2 separate regions of the Mus musculus genome follow, and region 2 is linked to region 1. The links are chromatin contacts, called in public HiChIP or PLAC-seq maps. All regions are on one chromosome and are shown on one strand. Each heading gives the region's core, a stretch centred on a gene start, on an enhancer-like site or on the middle of the called end of the contact. The rest is flanking DNA. Distances are from core to core; before and after follow the strand shown. Region 1 overlaps Mad1l1 (MAD1 mitotic arrest deficient 1-like 1). Region 2 holds the start of Snx8 (sorting nexin 8).

Evidence for each region. HiChIP or PLAC-seq counts read pairs in DNA pulled down with a chosen protein or histone mark.
Region 2: a contact with region 1 is called in an H3K4me3 HiChIP or PLAC-seq map of bone marrow-derived macrophages, with 3 times the contacts expected there. The contact joins the promoter of Snx8 here to the enhancer-like site in region 1. A contact is called at or near these places in 1 of 39 promoter capture datasets (the C10 cell line), 2 of 115 datasets of contacts at active chromatin or transcription factors (the 230-238 cell line and bone marrow-derived macrophages) and 2 of 9 other capture datasets (adipose tissue and pancreatic islet).

What each region holds. Positions count from the first base shown.
Region 1 is chr5:140,146,404-140,151,850 of GRCm38.p6, reverse strand. All of the region lies in intron 11 of Mad1l1 (MAD1 mitotic arrest deficient 1-like 1), which reads left to right. Among named protein-coding and RNA genes, the nearest start is that of Gm30492, 54 kb to the right of the region's middle. Within about 2 kb of position 2,345, at least 52 of the 459 cell types and tissues checked have an H3K27ac peak or open chromatin away from gene starts, as enhancers often do. A contact at or near this core is called in the 230-238 cell line and bone marrow-derived macrophages, where this site is marked.
Region 2 is chr5:140,385,897-140,391,343 of GRCm38.p6, reverse strand. It overlaps Snx8 (sorting nexin 8), which reads left to right and starts at 2,036. Exons shown (of 11, transcript NM_172277.3): 1 at 2,036-2,196. The coding sequence starts at 2,103.

The DNA of each region.
Region 1 (5,447 bases), core at 1,096-3,595:
GTGTTTAGTTTGTCTTCATTGCTTATTCTTCCCATTTGAATTTCTGTGTTCCAATTTAGTACTTTATATGTACCACTTAAAGATATCGTGGCGACAGTTTCCTCCCATTGTTTTGAATTTATTGGAGTTTCCCCTCAGGCCCTCCACTTTCTCCCTGCATAGTTTCTGTTGTGCAGTTAACTATATCTTGACCCCACTCCTGCTGTCTAAGGATTTATTAGACTGGTTTACACAATGGTCTGGGAAGTATAGTGGCTGCCTTAACTGAAGAGCTGAGGGCCTAATAGCTGTGCAGCAGCCCACAGAGCTGAGTGTCTCATCAGCCTCTGCCTGGCCCTGGAAGCCTAGGGGATTCCTGGAGAGTCACTCTGGAAGCCAGAGGAAGCTGGGTTCTGATACCAGTGAAGTAGTGCAGCAGCCACAGGGTAGATGAACTTGCCAGTGAGTCACAAAGGCAAGCTGGCAGAGAGCCGAGCTCTCTTCTGGGACCTCCTTTTATCTGGGCTACTACTGGGAGGGCAGGTGTTTCCACTTCAAGTCACCTCAAGAACGTCACCCACAGGTCTGTCAACACTTTGTCCTTCAGTCCATTTGAGATCAAGCCATGCTGCCAACCAAGATTAACCATCACATACCTCAAAGCAACCCTGCTATCTTAGTGCCATTCCCCCTAAATCCCGATTTAAGGTTCTCAGTGGCTCTACTGTATAACTCACTAGATTGCACAGTGGTGAACCGAGTATGGGGAAGGATGGTTGTTTCTTTACCCTCCTTGTCAGCCTTTGATTCTCCTTGGCAGGAGGGATGGGTGTTTAATGAGTCAATTGATTCTTCCCTCCCTACAGGACCCATGCCTTCTGCTGGTGTGTCCGTCTGGACTTTTCATGGTATGTGATTTCAGACTAGTTATCTCTAGCTCTGGGGTTTTGCATGTAGGCTTGTGGTCACAGACTCTCAGCATTCAACTTTTGTGGCTTTTCCTATCTACCCAGCATCAAGGCAGGCACACATATGGTAGTCATCCTCTGTGTGATGGTAACTCTTGTTGGAAGTTTGATCCCTGTGGATAGGGCTATTCTACACAGGGCCCCTCATCTGATTGCCTTGCTGCTCAGGCACCGAAATCTCTGTTCTTCCCCTGCTAGAGTCCTGCTGTATTCCTGACCTTGGGAGTTTGTGGCTTTGCAGAGGTTCTCTTGGGCCCAGGTTCATTCCCTACCAATGGCACCAGCCATGGATATTATTGGCTGATTGCCTCATGTAGTAACTCACCGTTCCCTTGTGTTATGGTTGGTCTTGGGATCTGTGGACAGTGAGGCCCCTGGAATTTGAGAGGCCAATTCCTTGATTGGGTTGAGCCGCCAGCCCTCACAGAGATGGGTGGAGGTGCCCTTGAGTTGATGACCAGTGACAGACTAGATGCACCATGGAAAGGCCTCTCTTCTGACCCTGCAGGTAAGCTTTCTTTATGCCTGAGTTTGTTTGTAGTTCTAGAGAGTTCCAGATGGAAACGGGCCAGACAGAGATAACAGAGAAAACCCTGACAGAACTGTGCTCTTGGCTCTGGTCAGGCCTGTCTCTGCTGCCCCAAGCACTCACGGGCAGCTATGGTTGGTCAGAACGGAAGCTTGTGTGGGTCACAAAAGCACCAGAGCAGTGCTGGCACCGTCACCCTCCTACAGAAGTGCATCCAGCAGTATGATAACATGACCTGTCTTCCTTTCGGGAACCTCTTTCCACTAGTGTGGATGTTCAGGGTATGTGCCAGGTAGAGATAGAATTCTTCCTTTCCCTGGTACCTATGCTCCTGACCTATTAGGATTCCCTCAGAATGGGCTGCAGAGAGAAGCCTGGGCCCTCTAAAGAGGATTTGAAGCTCAGGATCTTGAAGAGTTCCTTAAGTGGAGGCAAGTGTCAGGGCACAAGCCCAGGTGGCAGCGTGACCAGAGCTGGAAGCAGTGGGGCCAGAATGCTTGGGGACCTAGGGCAGGGGCCACAGACTCTCGCATCTATTCAGCTTTCAGAGTGGGGTACAGCTAGAGCCTCTGATAGAAATGAGCCTGTAAAAGAGGGGTTTTAGGCATCTACCAGGAACTGATTTTGTTGTGGACGCCCCCATGCCTCCAGCTCTCATTCATCTGAGGGTGACCAGTGAATGACTCTGAGAGACATGATGGGAGAGTGGGCAGGGAGCAGGGCTGGGATGCCCAGAGCTGGGTGGACTCCAGCTCTTTGTGGGCTGTAGGCTCATGACTTAGTTTTTCTTAAGAAAGCCGTGTGGAGTGGCTACGAGTTGAGTGGAGGAACCTAGATAAGGAGAAAGGCCATGGGGCTTGCGAAAGAACCACAGGAGATGCCCACAGAGAGCAGCCATGCATACAGCAGCCATGCATAGAGGCCCTCAGAGGCAGAACTGTGGTGAGTGGGCGGCCCAGTGAGTCAGCATTGGCAGGGGAGGCTGGAAGGGGATGAGGAGAGGAGAAGGGAAGGGAGGGGAGGGGGGAAGCTAAGGAGGGGGAGGGGAGGAGGGTAAGGAGGGGGAGGGGGAAGAGACATGCCTGCACCACCTGTAGGCTCTACTATCAGGTGCTTCTGTGGGGTGGGGGACTCTGGGTCTAGGGAGAGACCCCTGTGCCAACATAAAATGCCTCCAACCCAGTTCCCTTTAGTGAGGGAGGGGAGTGACAAGGGTTGCCTCGAGCCCTCTGTCAGCAGCCTTTCCAATAGCCTGAGTGGGCTCCAGGGCATCACATACACCTGCTTCTCAGGTCACTTATATCCATCCAAGCAGGGGTGTTTGACACGGAGAAAGCAGCTGTGAGAGAATAGAGGATGGCAGTGATGCCCACACCCACACAGCCAGAATGATTGCCACTTGGAGGGTGTGGCCTGAGGCCAGAACCTCCTGCAAAGGGCTGTATTTGAATTTCCAAGATCATCAAAGCCATTTTGCCTCTACACAGTACAGTATAGTCTCTTGAGGCTCAGAGAGGCTGATTATATTCTTCAGGTTACAGAGCAAACCGATGTCCTGCCAGTGTAGGCCTTGTGGTGTTTTTGACCTGAGACAGCCTGCAGGCTGGTCCTCTACCCCACATTGACACCTCCTTCCCACAGTGTGCAGAGGCTGGTCAAGAGTTATTTCTGGACAATGAGAAGTGGGCTTTGTAGGCTCATGCGTTTGAACATTTGGTCCTGTTTGGTGGCACTGTTTGTAGATGTTGTAGAACCTTTAGGAGGTGAAGCCTTTCTGAGGATATATCACAGGGTACAAACTTTGAGAGTGTAGAGCTTTGCCCATTTGCAGTTTGTGCTCTTCTTGGTGTTTGCAGTTGAAGATGCAATTGTTCAATTTTCTGCTGCTGTGACTGACCCCCTACCCTCACCCCCTATTATGCCCCTCTGGAACCTTAAGCCAAAACAAATCCATTCTTTCATTGATGCTTTTGTATGTGGTGTTCCATCACAGCAACAGAAAGAAACTAACCGCTTTCTGGCAAGGCCCTCTGGGAACTATCCACACTGCCCTCTGGCTGGGATATAGACAGGTGAGCTTGCGTACTCTGGTTACCTGTGACCGCCTACTGTCTTTTTAGTGCTCTGTCCACTGGTCTGTTCTTGCACTCTGCCCCAAGGCCCACTGGGCTGTACTGTTATGACCTCCATTGGTTTAAGTGGGGCTTTCTCTATGCAAATATGGGTTAGTGAGCACACTGGTGGATCAAAGATGAATGACAGGACTTCCACGAATACAATGATAGTTACATAGGACTCTCTTGGAGCATGCAGTTTCTGCCCAGGAGTAAGGGATACCCATGTTGGCTGTTGCTTGTTCTGTGATGGTCATCTATTTCCCCACCCCCACTCCACTCTGGCTGTCTGAGTTCATCCTAAATGTTGTCATGGGGAAAGGACATTGTCAGGAGACTCAGGTTCCAGAGGCAGTGATTTGGAGTTCCTGGGTCCTGAGACAATTTATTCTACACTTTTGTGCCTCAGTTTCTCTTCTAGAAAACTACTATGAACCCCTGGCCTCAGAATTTTATTTTTTACTAGTTTTTTGTGCAGCACTTTCTCTCCCCACTGCCCCAAGATTAAAACATTGACCTGTAGAGGAAGGGGAGGAGGCTCAGGTAGGACGTGGGGTTGAGTCTTGGGTTGTGACTAATGAAACTCAGAAGACACATGGCTCACGAACCCCTTTCTGGTGTTATGTAAGCAGGAAGCGTTTTCTGGAGAGAGGAGACTCATTGGTGGAGCTGCCTGCAAGCTGGGCAGAGAGTTCTAAGGATGTACTCTGTGGGGTCATCTGTATGCTTGGGTGAGGTTTTTTGGTGATGCAGCTGCTTCCCCCCCCCCCCCCGCCCTCAGGCTATCTATGCTTCTTTAAAAGAACCCACTAAACTTACTATTTAGCTCCTGTAAACTAAACCCACCACTCTGGACATGGATGGAGTCCTTTCTTTGGGTTTGTTGTTGCTTTCTCTAGCTAGGAGTGAATTGAAAATGTTAATGCAACATAGCTGTAGTTATTCTCCCTCCCTTCTCTCTTTTCCCTCCCTCCCTCTCCCCCCCCACCCCCGCCTGTATAAATACACAGGTGCCTGTGTGTATATGTTTGTGTAGGGGCTCATGTAGGTCAGGTGAGAGCTTAATCCCTCCTGTGGGTCCCAGGAATAAAATTGAGATCCTCAGATTTAGCAGCAAATGTTACCATCGAGCTATCTTGGCAGCCCTCACCTTGCTTTCTTTTTTAGACAGAGCCTGTCACTGAGACCTGTAGCTCATTAATGTGTCTAGTCTGGCCAGCCCTGGGGTTGCCACCTCACCAGTGTTAATATAACAAGCAAGTTCCATCACACTTGGCTTTTTACATGAGTGCTGGGCCCACATAGATAACTTAGGTCCTTATCCTTGCACAGCAAACACTTACCCACTGAGCCATTGCTCCAGCCTGTCTACATTACATCATACCAACAGGTATTTTACTCTGATGTCACCACCATTGATGTCTGATGGCCACTGGCCTCTCTGCCCAAGCAGCTGACCATCCCTCTAATTGTCTCAGGTGGTTTCGAGGTCTCCATCTTCAGTTGATGGCTTTCTCTGTGCGACTGTCTGCAGCACTCTCTCCTCGCCATTAATTATGTGGTGAGCAAATTTGATTGCTTTCAAACAGGATTGTTCTGTACCCGAGGAGAAGCATTCAGTGGAAAATACCATTTTGTTTGGTACTTGGCAAGCAGGTCTTTAGGGCTCTGTGGGTGCCACCTAGGCGCCTGTTGGTGCTGCAGAATCGCCTGTGCCTGCTCAAGTGGAGCTGAGGCAGGAGTGGCACTGCTCATTAAAGAGCCGTTACCCAGTTGCACCACACAGCACCCTCGCTGTGATGGCCATTCCTTGAAAAGATACAAACAGCAAACTTCTCCAGTTCTATTTTTCTTCTG
Region 2 (5,447 bases), core at 787-3,286, 240 kb before region 1:
CGTTCGCCATCACACCCAGCTCTACCCAAACTTTTGAACCACTTTTGCTGTGGGGTGTTTGCCAGAGAAGACTGCTCTGGCTTAGGCTTAAGCCAATAGAAAGTATTAGCCCACTGGGGATTACACTGACGGGATCCCAGTGTCACACTGAACCTCTCTTAGGGTGAGCTTTTAAGCATGAAAACCAAATATGTCTGGGTTGACATATTTCGGTTAACAAGGACAGTTAGCCAGAAGCAGAACTACAGAAGCTGAAAAGCAAGCTTAGCACTTTCCCAGAACTATGGGCTTTGATGGATCAGGTCTTCATTTTTGGCAGGTGGTGTTTTGTGCTGAGTTTTATAGCCTGGATACTCCTTCCATGATGGAGCTAAGATCTGGGGCTCTGTTACACTTCTACACAATAGATTGTAGTCCTGGAAAATAAAGGGAACTAGACGCAGCTACAGCCAAGCTTAGGGCTTTAAAAACTTTAGAGGCACCAGCAGGGAGACTGAGAGGCATCCTAGGGCTCCAACCTTGGAGCCTTCAGTCCACTCCATGGAAATCATTAGACATCAATATCTGGAGAGGCGAGGTCTTTACTGTGAAATAAGAAAGGCCTTCCCTGATGGAGTCGAGACAGGGTTTCTCTGTAGCCCTGGCTGTCCTGGAACTCACTTTGTAGACCAGGCTGGCCTCAAACTCAGAAATCCACCTGCCTCTGCCTCCCGAGTGCTGGGATTAAAGGTGTGCGCCACCACACCCAACTGTTCTGATGGAGTCTTATTAATAACCCTCTTCTTCTCCCAGATATTTTTTTGCTTTTCCTTTACTTGAGATAATGTATCTATATGCAGTTTAGGTTGCCTTTCTTTTTTCTTTTTCTCCTTCTTTCTTTTTCCTTTCTTCTTCTTCTTCTTCTTCTTCTTCTTCTTCTTCTTCTTCTTCTTCTTCTTGTTCTCCTCCTCCTCCTCTTCCTCCTCCTCCTCCTCCTCCTCCTCCTCCTCCTCCTCCTTCTTCTTCTTCTTCTTCTTCTTCTTCTTCTTCTTCTTCTTCTTCTCTCTCTTCCTCCTCCTCTTCTTCTTCCTCCTCCTCCTCCTCCTCTTCCTCCTCCTGCAGTTCTAGACTCAGTCCTCATATTCAGCCCCGGGTCAGACACTGCTCCTGTGTGCTCTTACATCCTTGCTTCCCTCTGTCAGTCAGAGGGCCAGGCCTGGAGGTATGTATGTTCAACTTAGCTCCTAGGGAGGCTGAGGCAGGAGGATGTTCTGCCTTAGCTACAGAGTGAGTTCAAGGCTAGCCTGGCTAACTAGACCCCGAGTCAAAATAAATACATAAAGCTCAACGTCCTGGTGTGCATCTTCAATCCCAGCACTCAGGAGAGAGAGGCAGGCAGATCTTTGAGTTTGAGGCTAGCCATAGTGAGTTCCAGGACAGCCAGGGTTATATATTGAGACCCTATCTCCAACAATATACAAATAAATAATAAAGGGCTGGTGATACATAGCACAGTGGTAGAGGGCCAGCTCAGCATGTGGGAGCCTATGGGCTCAATCCCCAACAGAAAGGAGAATGGCCTGGTTATCTGCAAACAATTATGGAATGTTGTTCCTCATCAGTAATCTTCAGAGACCTATTATAGTCAGAAGACCTACTCTCTAGCCATGTTTCACGCTCCAAATCCCAGAAGGTACTAGAACACTGTTCTAATGTCCGTAGCACCTTTCACAGGGGCTGCCCCGGAATTCACAGAGCATGTGTGAGTGGGCAAGCGAATGCAAAAATGAATGGCAGCGTGGGTCAGAGGGTGGGCAAGAAGATGAGTAACAGCTGCTGGCTAAGAGCGGGGAGGTGGGTGCGCACTGGAGGGAGGTGGCACTAAGCAGCTGGGGCGGTACTCGCGCTAGCACTCAGTCTTGGACCAGAGCTGCTGAACGCTGCCCCGGCCGCGGCCACGTGGTTGGGGCGTGGCTCGTGGGTAGGGGCGTGGTCTTACTGCTTGGGGTGAGCGGAGGGGCGTGGCGAGGTTGGCATGGGCGTGGCCACGCCGGACAAGAGCTGGCGTGGGCGGGGCTGGCCGGGCGGGCGCGGGAGGAAGTCACGTGGGCGAGCGGGCTCACATGACTGGCCGCGCGATGGACCCGCTGCCCTCGCCGGCAGTCGCTGCAGCTGCTGAGGCGGAGGCTGACGAGGAGGCGGATCCGCCGGCGACAGGTAGGGCACGCGGCCCGATGGCCCTGTGCGGAGAGCCAAGTGCTTCACACTCGGGGACCACCTGTCAGTGCCACACCTCGCCTGGCCGGGGTGGGGGGGTGGACATTCTTGGGGCCAGCCTCTTCCCGCTGCTCCCTGGGACGCTGCTCTTCAGCCCTCCGTTAGCGAGCGGCCGTGTGGAGTTGCACCTGGGTCTTTTCTGACCCCACTTTGGAGACGTGGTCTAGAGAGTGGTTTATATTCATGTGTGACCATGTCCAGGGAAAGGGATGTGTCTTTGGTATCAGACTCTTTTTCCTGGGGTCCCCGGCTTTGTGGACTGTGGGGACGCATCCATGTGGCCAGAGGCGCAAGGGTGGAGCTGGGCCTGGTGTGTGCCAGCCAGGTCTGGCCAAGTGTCGCTGAGTATGGCCATCTAGAGCATTGGTGGAAAGACAGGTTCTTCTCTTGGGACGAAGGGTTTAGGGTAGTACTTTTAACCCCAGGGGAGGGAGGAGGATGTCAATGAACGCCTCTGAAGAATGGAGAGAAGGTGAAACTCCCCTCGGAGTTGGTCAACAGTCTTTGGGTCTTGTTGGGTAAAACATTGTATTTTTGAGGTTGTATGTTTGAGCCACCACTTAAGTCCCTATACCTGGGCGCCTTGAGAAAGGGAGACTGATCCAGAGCTACTTATGCCTTTTAAGAATGCTTTTTTAAAAAAATATTTCTAACTGTGTATATGTATGTGTGTGTGTGTGTGTGTGTGTGTGTGTGTGTGTGTGTGCGCGCGCGCCCTTGGAGGACAGATGTGTTAGATTCCCGAGAGGCCAAAGTTTCACCTGCCTGTTAGCCACTCAGTAGAGCTGCTGGGACCCAGACTCCTGTCCTCTGCAAGAGCTCTGGAGCCTGTGCTCTGAGCCCCTGCCTGACTCATAAAGCAATTCCTTGTGGCTTGTAGCAGTGGTGATGGGTTAGAGCTCTCTTGGCAAATTTGGGATCTTCCATATTACTTCCTAGAGAACTCAGCTAATGGCTGACGTTAGGAAGGATTTCGTCTAGATTTTTGACAGATCTTGGGCAGTGGTGTGACTTGTGTGTTAGTCACAGCCATGTAGTCCTTCACGATTGACAGGCCATCCCAGTAGCCACGTAAGTAGGAAAATGGGTTTTTCAACCTGTCACTTCCTTCTGTATGTATGAAACTTGGCACCAAGCTGGTGATGTGGCGAAGGAGATTTTCTTCCTTCTGCAAGAAACTTAGTTGGAGTGTGTCTTGGTGGAGCCTTTGGCTGGATGGACTAGAGTCAAAACACCTTTGGGAATCACTCTTGGGAAAACGTATTCTTGTGTGTGTGATGTTCTTGAGAACAGTGTGGCATGGCACAGGGATGGCAGTCAGAGGACAGCTTTGTGGAGTCACTTCTCTCTTCCACTGTTCCTTGAGTTCTAGGGATGGAGCTTGAGGTGGGTGGGCTTGTGTGTGTGAATGCAGGTAGCCACTGAGCCCTCTCACCTGGTCCCGAGGATGGCTTTGCTTTCAGAGGTAAAGAGCTCAGGCAGCGAACTTTCACAGGTTGATTTTCACTTCACTTCCTCTTCCTCTTCCTCATCCTCTTCCTCCTCCTCTTCCTCTTCCTCCTCCTCCTCTTCCTCCTCACCTTTTGCCTAGTAGCCTCCACCTTCACAGTTGGCTGATTTTTGACATCTCAAAGGATTAACTAGTGTGACTTATGGGTACATAGCAGATTTCCACTTTGGCTACCCCTTCAGAGCTGCCGGTAGTAGTCATGCGTAAAGTAGTGTTTGTGTTTGTAGCGGTTTGGAACTGCTGGGAGGAAAATGGGCTCATTGTGGTTTTCAGCACACAGATCCATTATTCGAAAGGTGAACCGTGTATACGCTGCAGGAGATTGGTCCTCAGGAGAACTGAACTTAGTGTGCTGACCTGCCTGGTCTTGAGCTCATAGAGGTCAGCCTCTGTCTCCTGACTGCAGGGATTAAAGGCATGTGCCACCACAATCAGCCTTATTTGTTTATTTTTGAGACAGTGTCTGCTATGTAACTCAGGTTGGCCTCAAACCCATAGTCCTCCTGTTCTCCGTATCTTGTCTTCTGGATGCTGAGATTGTAGGTACATGCTATCACACATGGCTGCACCTTGTGTGAGCAGAGGTCAGTGGTCCAGAGCAAGTTACACTTGCCGAAAACAAAGTGTCACAGCCTCCATAGTCCGTGATGGAGCATTCACAGGCTGGCCTCCCTGTTCAGACGGTAGATAGCATCTACCTAAGCCAGCAACCCTAGGCTGACGGTTTCCATGTCTCTTTCAAGTTGCCTGGCTCTTTTTTGTCTGCTTCCACTTTTAAGGACCCCTGTGAATAGGGGAGGCACCCAGAAAATGAAGATTTGTGTTCTTATGTTCACTTCAGAACAGCCTCGAATTTCACTGTAATTCTAATTCCTTTTGCTGAGTGAAAGTAAGAACATCACCTTTTCTGGGACTAGGATGCAGACATCTTTGGGGTCTTATGTCGCGTTCATCACAAGAAGATATCCTAGGAGTGGAATTGCTGGCTTCTAGGATTTGCACACTTGCTGTCTTTGACTGATGGAAGGCTGGTGCCATGGCTCAGCCAGCAAAGGGACCTGCTTGGGTGTCCTATGTTTGATTCTCAAATGGGACGGATGGAGAGAGTTAAGAACATTTAATTTTGTTTTAATATCCATTATCTTGATTAGTAATGAATTTCAGTTCCTTTACCTCCTTCCTGGTGTGACTCAGTCTCTGGTTTGATTGAGTCTCTTCCTCAATGGCTCGTCACCTTATTTTTGTTTTAAAGATTTATTGGTTGGGTGGTAGTGACCCCTGCCTTTAATCCCAGCACTTGGGAGGCAGAGGCAGGCAGATCTCTGAGTTCCAGGCCAGCCCGGTCTACAGAATGAGTCCTAGGACAGCCAGGGCTACACAGAGAAACCCTGTCTTTTTTTTTTTTTTTTTTTTTTTTAATGTATACACCATTGCTGTCTTCAGACATACCAGAAGAGGGTGTCATGTGGGTGCTGGGAATTAAACTCATTACCTCTGGAAGAGCAGTCAGTGCTCTTAACCACTGAGCCATCTCTCCAGCTCCCAAAAATTTATTTATTTGAGTACACTGTTGCTGTCTTCAGACACACCAGAAGAGTGCATCAGATCCCATTACAGATGGTTGTAAGCCACCATGTGGTTGCTGAGAATTGAACTCAGGACCTCTGGAAGAGCAGCCCAT